Linked DNA regions of Anser cygnoides: region 2 is linked to region 1. Evidence: chromatin contacts called from public Hi-C data. All regions are on one chromosome and are shown on one strand. The core of a region is the stretch at or near the end of the contact, and the rest is flanking DNA. Distances in the headings are between cores, read along the strand shown. Region 1 overlaps NPAS2 (neuronal PAS domain protein 2). Region 2 has its middle 33 kb from the start of IL1R2.

Region 1 (2,700 bases), core at 186-2,685:
ATTCCTCCAGCTCTGAAACGAGCACTTTCACCTCCCCTATTCCCAGAAGTAGTCAGTGAGACTCACTGAATTGATAAAATATGCCAGATTTGACCCCTGCTCTATTAGTGAAGAATATGCAGGAATAGATCAAGCAATTTCTGAGGAGATTGCATTTTGTAAAATTCTTGCAGATTATTTACTGTAATGTTGCTCACCAAGTATTTGGCATTGACATTACCTGTGATTATTTAAAGATAGACTATTAAGATTTAATTGGAAAGCTCTCTCACTAAGTAAAGAAAATGAGGCAATCCTTTTTAAATATTTACTTATAGGCTTGACTGGAACATCTCAGTCTTACTGCCTCTGGGTGGCCTGAAAATATCTGGCCAAAATTAGTTTTTTATATGTTGACATTAAAATACAGAAAGGCTAAATATGTGCATCTTTGGGATCCCCTTGAAATCGCTGGAACAAAAAGCAGACATTAGTTTTGTCCTTGAGTCTTTGAAACTTATAATATACCACAGTTTACTGTACTTCAAATTCTTGTCAGTCTGGGAATTTTCTTTCAGTTTCAAATGATTTCTGTGTTTGCACAATGTTATCTCGTATACTCACTTCATTCTGCAGTCACTAAAATCCATCCATACGGAATACTCATCTTTTCAAGTATTTTTATCCTGTACTTTTCTGCTATAGATCTTCAGATGATCACTCTTAGAAATTAATCCCAGATGCCTCATTAAGCAGTATGTGAGCAGCACATAAACCAGGGAAAGATTTATGTTTAAGTTGTAGCAGACATTAATGCAATTGTGTCTAGCATTAAAGTTAATTGTACTGTTAAAGAATGTACTGTTCAAGTTGTCAGAAGAAGGCACCTACGGATCGTTATGATCGTCTCTATCCTAAGATTCACAGGCCCACACACTCAAAAGGTACTCGGGCTCTGATCTCCCTTGGGAACCAGTGGGGCCGTGGACACCTTTGTAACACTGTTCATATTTCATGTCCTTCTCACGCTGATAACCGTGTGACCAGCTGTGTGTACTCTGTCCTGACAGTGATGCAGTTTGGCAAGGGGAAGTCGTGTTGCTATCGGTTTCTGACCAAAGGACAGCAGTGGATCTGGCTCCAGACCCATTACTATATCACGTACCACCAGTGGAACTCCAAGCCAGAGTTCATTGTGTGCACACACATGGTGGTAAGGTATGGAAACTGTCATCAACCAGCGGGGATGTAAAGGGCAGTAAGACAAGGGCATCCTCATGACTGCAAACGTTTCCTCTTAGAAACGTGACGTGTCTTTTATGCTACAGAAATGAAGCCTAAACTCTCTGAAGGAAATCTGCATTGTAGAAAAATACTCTGACTAAGCCTTGCTCTATTCTATGCGTCATTTATTGACCACAAGTTTAGGGGGAGAGTAACTATTGCATTTTTCCATCTTGTGCAAAAATAGGGAATAGACATCTCCCTCTACTATTCTGTTCCTTAAATCCTTGGTGTTTGTTTTTTTTTTTTTAGTTTTGTTTTGTTTTGTTTTATTCTGTTCTGTTTTTTTAAGAGATATGTGGAAGCTTTTCAGTGAAGTTGCAGAGTAGTTTTAGGATGTGAACTTGACCTCTACTCTTTAATACACTTCTTGATTTCAAAAAGATAGGTAGAGAAAGGAATTAAAATTAAACCATAGTCTCTCAAATGTTGTGCAGTTGCATCTGACGTGATTTTTTTAAGCTGTTCATTTAACCTGTAAAATTTCACAATATTTTTTTTCCTCTATTTGCTTGAAGTACATTTTGTGAAATATAACGGTACCGTGTTGATACATAGAATTATATTTTACATTCAGTTACGCAGATGTTCGGGTAGAGCGGAGACAGGAGATGGGCTTGGAAGAAGTGTCCTCAGAGGTTGTGTCCTCAGCACTAAAGGTACAATGAGACAAGTTTTTTTCATAAATACATGTAGTAATTGCAACTATTTCCTATGTTAACATCACTGAAAATTTCAGCATTGTCTTTCTGAGTGGATTCCCTAACAAGTTCAGAATTCATTGCTCACTTGAATAATTTTAAAATAAATTAGATAAGTTCATGAAAGGTTAAACCTGGAGATTACAGACAGCCTTAAATTAAGTGGAGTATGGGCAGGGGCAATGTGATATATCTTCATGTTTCCTTGGCAAAGTGCTACAGTTCTGAGATTCATCTGGACATGTTCTGACAGTCCATCTTGGCTACATCGAGGACATCTGCTGAGTTAAGAAAGAGAAGCTCCACACAGCTGAGTGTCTCACAGAGGTTGCAGTTGCTGTCAAGTCCAACTGTATGCAAAACACACATTCAGAAAAACATCTGAATGTGCAAAAGGACTCTGGCAGTAGCTTCCTATTTATTTCCACCTCAGTGAAAGTTCACTGGAAAGAGGATTAATTAGATGCTATTTGGAAGGGACATCGACACTTGTGCCCAAGTCTTCTGCTGGCCTACCTGGGATTAGTTCTGCTCAAGTAATTTTAGGCCGGCCAAAGAACTGGGTCTGCAAGTATTACTAGGTGCATTTCAAAATATTTTTACCCTGACAGGTGCAATAGCTATTCTCTTTTCTGCTTGTTTTAGGACAGTAGCTCCAGCTTGGATCCTGAACAGCACTTTAATGCACTTGATATTGGTGCCTCAATCCTCAGTGCTAGCCGGACACCCTCAGTAT
Region 2 (2,700 bases), core at 201-2,700, 450 kb after region 1:
CAACCTGTGCCAGTGCCTCACCACCCTCTGAGTGAAGAGTTTCTTCCTAATACATAATCCAAACCTACCTTCTTTTAGTTTGACTTTATTACCCCATGCCCTATCACTACACTCCCTGACAAAGAGCCTCTCCCCATCCTTCTTGTAGGACCCCTTTAAGTACTGGGAGGTTGCTATAAGGCCTTCCCAGAGCCTTCTCTTCTCTAGGTTAAACCCTAGCCCCCTCAGGGCCAGACTCCTACAGGGGAACCTGCAAGGGTGCGGCATCCTCCTTCACTCCTACTGCTGACAGGAGTACTTTAGTCCACAATTTCCTTTGAGTGCTGTTAAGTAAAAATGATAGCATATTCCATCAGCTGACTTACACTGATTTATGCAGCTGGTGTTGCTCACCTGCCAGGAGAGTGCTCAGGGGGATCCTACTGATGTCTCTGCTGGGATCTAGGACTTCCAGCATGCTGCTCACAAAAAGGTGATGTGAATAGTAGCGAGGTGACAGACTTTGTGCCAGCTACAGAATTGTTAGGCTAGTCAAATTCATTGAAACATGTTGGGAGAGCCATGGAAGGATCTTACTAAATCTTCTTACTGATAAAAGAGAGATTTAAATTCAAATCTCTCAATGAGTAACTTTAGGTGGTTATACCAAGGCAGGTACACCAACATCTTGGAAAGAGCATATCTTTTGTGTCCTTTCATCACCAATGAAATCCAGCGCAGAGAAGGGTGCCGCACAGGATGGTGGTATGGGCTGGCTTTGCTACAAGGCTCTGCAGCTTGGAAATGCCATGAGGTTCCTCTGAGTCACTAATAGTAATGGAGAAAGTGAGCAGGAAAAGATGTGTTCACTCTTTCTCACATAAGCAGAGTGAAGGGTGCCTAGTTAAATTATTGAGGGGCAGATTAAGAAAGAGTAGTAGAGGGTTTTAATCACTTTTTAATAAGAGTGTGCCTTTACTGTTTAATGATTAAACTGCAGGTAATATTCACTGAATGTTGCGGAGGCAACAAAAGATAAGAAGTTCAGAAAGGGACTAGACAAAGTGATAGAGTTAATTAGTCACTAATGAATATGGCAATCTCGGCATGACCTTTTGCAGACGGGATGCCTGAAACACTATTACTGGAAAATAGAAGAGTATGACAAATATAAACAAACTGTATTTGCCTTATTCAGATAATGTTTTTACAAGTATTTGCAGCAAAAGTCATGAACGTGAGATTGTCACCGGAGCTGGATGGCCCCTTTATTTGGCCTTAGATCTCTCTTTGTCTGCCACAGGGCTCTAGCAAGTGACAGTTTCAGTTTTGTTAACCCATAAGCTATCGTGCAGAACAAATCATCTGACTTTAATCAGCAACTGCTTGAAAAATGAGGATTAGCTTCACTGAAAAGAGATATAAATAAAATCAGCATGATGTCAAATAATGTCTTATCTGTGTACATCAACATAAAGGAAAGTGGGAAGGTAGCACACTGGAGAGAAGGTATGAAAAGGTTTCAGATCTACTTTAAATATTAAAGCCATGAGTCTGTGCCTAAACCAAACTGTCGTTCACTTATTCAGTGGACAAGTAAGAGAGTGAAGTTAAAACAACCTAATGTGTTACTTCCTGGTTATCATAACATAACAAAGCCTTATGTTCTGCTGCTTCATACAAACACGGCTGGCTTGGTTTCCTGTTTGGACTTCCTAAAGGATACAAGTCAGTAAATGATGCAGCATAATGAAGGGGTTATCATCTGAACAGGGCTTTCTCTTCTACTTTGGCTCTTTCCCAAACACAGCAATAATTCTTAGGAGTCATAAAAGCGAGACAGTGTGCTGCCTGTGAGCTACAGTATTGGCACTGCACAAGTTTGTACACAGGACATTTTAATCTTTAACAAATAAAAGGGCTTCAGTAATGTACTCAGTCATGAGCATATTTTAAAGGACCAGCCACAGCTCTGCATGCTTCCGTGCTTCACTGGAAGTTAGACCTGTCACCCAAGAAAGAAAAAATGAAGTGAAGATACAGATCCTGTTCTGTTTGTGACGAGTAGATCTTAGCCTAAGGTAATGCATTTGGCATTTTTGTGAGTGTTTCTAAGCTGAAAAGAGTTTTTATTATGTTTTTATTATGTTTTCTGACTTCTGGTTAGGACCTAAATCAAAGTCCTTGTAAAGTAGCAGAGTTCTCCTCTGGTTATAGAGTTGGGATCAGATCTGCAAACAGTAAGCATAGATATACAAATGAAATTATATTCTGCAGGGATTTCTCATCACTGCAGGCATTATAATGGGAATATACATCTAATTGGCTCAAACGAATGTGCATGACTTTTGTATAGGAAAAGGCATATTGAAGATAGTCTGTATCATACCTATCATACTGAGGTGTGAATACCTGATGCATACATGGACAGCTGGAATGATAGCATATATACCCCAGATGCCTGCTGGGGTAAACTTAGCTGTCACTTCATAGAATCACAGAATATCCCGAGTAGGAAGGGACCCACAAGGACCATCGAGTCCTACTCCTGGGTCCCTAAAGGGCCACCTAAAAAATCAGACCATGTGTCTGAGAGCATTGTACAAATGCTTCTTGAATTCCATCAGGCTCGGTGCCATGACCACTGCCCCGGGGAGCCTGTCCCAGTGCCCGACCACCCTCTGGGTGCAGAACCTTTCCCTAACCCCCAGCCTGACCCTC

The links. A called contact is a pair of places that touch in the nucleus more often than the background predicts.
Region 2: a Hi-C map of liver shows a contact between it and region 1, with 2.5 times the contacts expected there. The contact joins two enhancer-like sites. A contact is called at or near these places in 2 of 7 Hi-C or Micro-C datasets (both in liver).

What each region holds. Positions count from the first base shown.
Region 1 is chr1:143,015,051-143,017,750 of Taihu_goose_T2T_genome, forward strand. It overlaps NPAS2 (neuronal PAS domain protein 2), which reads left to right. Exons shown (of 21, transcript XM_066984235.1): 11 at 1,050-1,197; 12 at 1,841-1,922; 13 at 2,610-2,700. Among named protein-coding and RNA genes, the nearest start is that of RPL31, 22 kb to the right of the region's middle. Within about 2 kb of position 1,436, at least 2 of the 3 cell types and tissues checked have open chromatin away from gene starts, as enhancers often do. A contact at or near this core is called in liver, where this site is marked.
Region 2 is chr1:143,464,466-143,467,165 of Taihu_goose_T2T_genome, forward strand. No RefSeq gene overlaps it. Among named protein-coding and RNA genes, the nearest start is that of IL1R2, 33 kb to the left of the region's middle. Within about 2 kb of position 1,451, at least 2 of the 3 cell types and tissues checked have open chromatin away from gene starts, as enhancers often do. A contact at or near this core is called in liver, where this site is marked.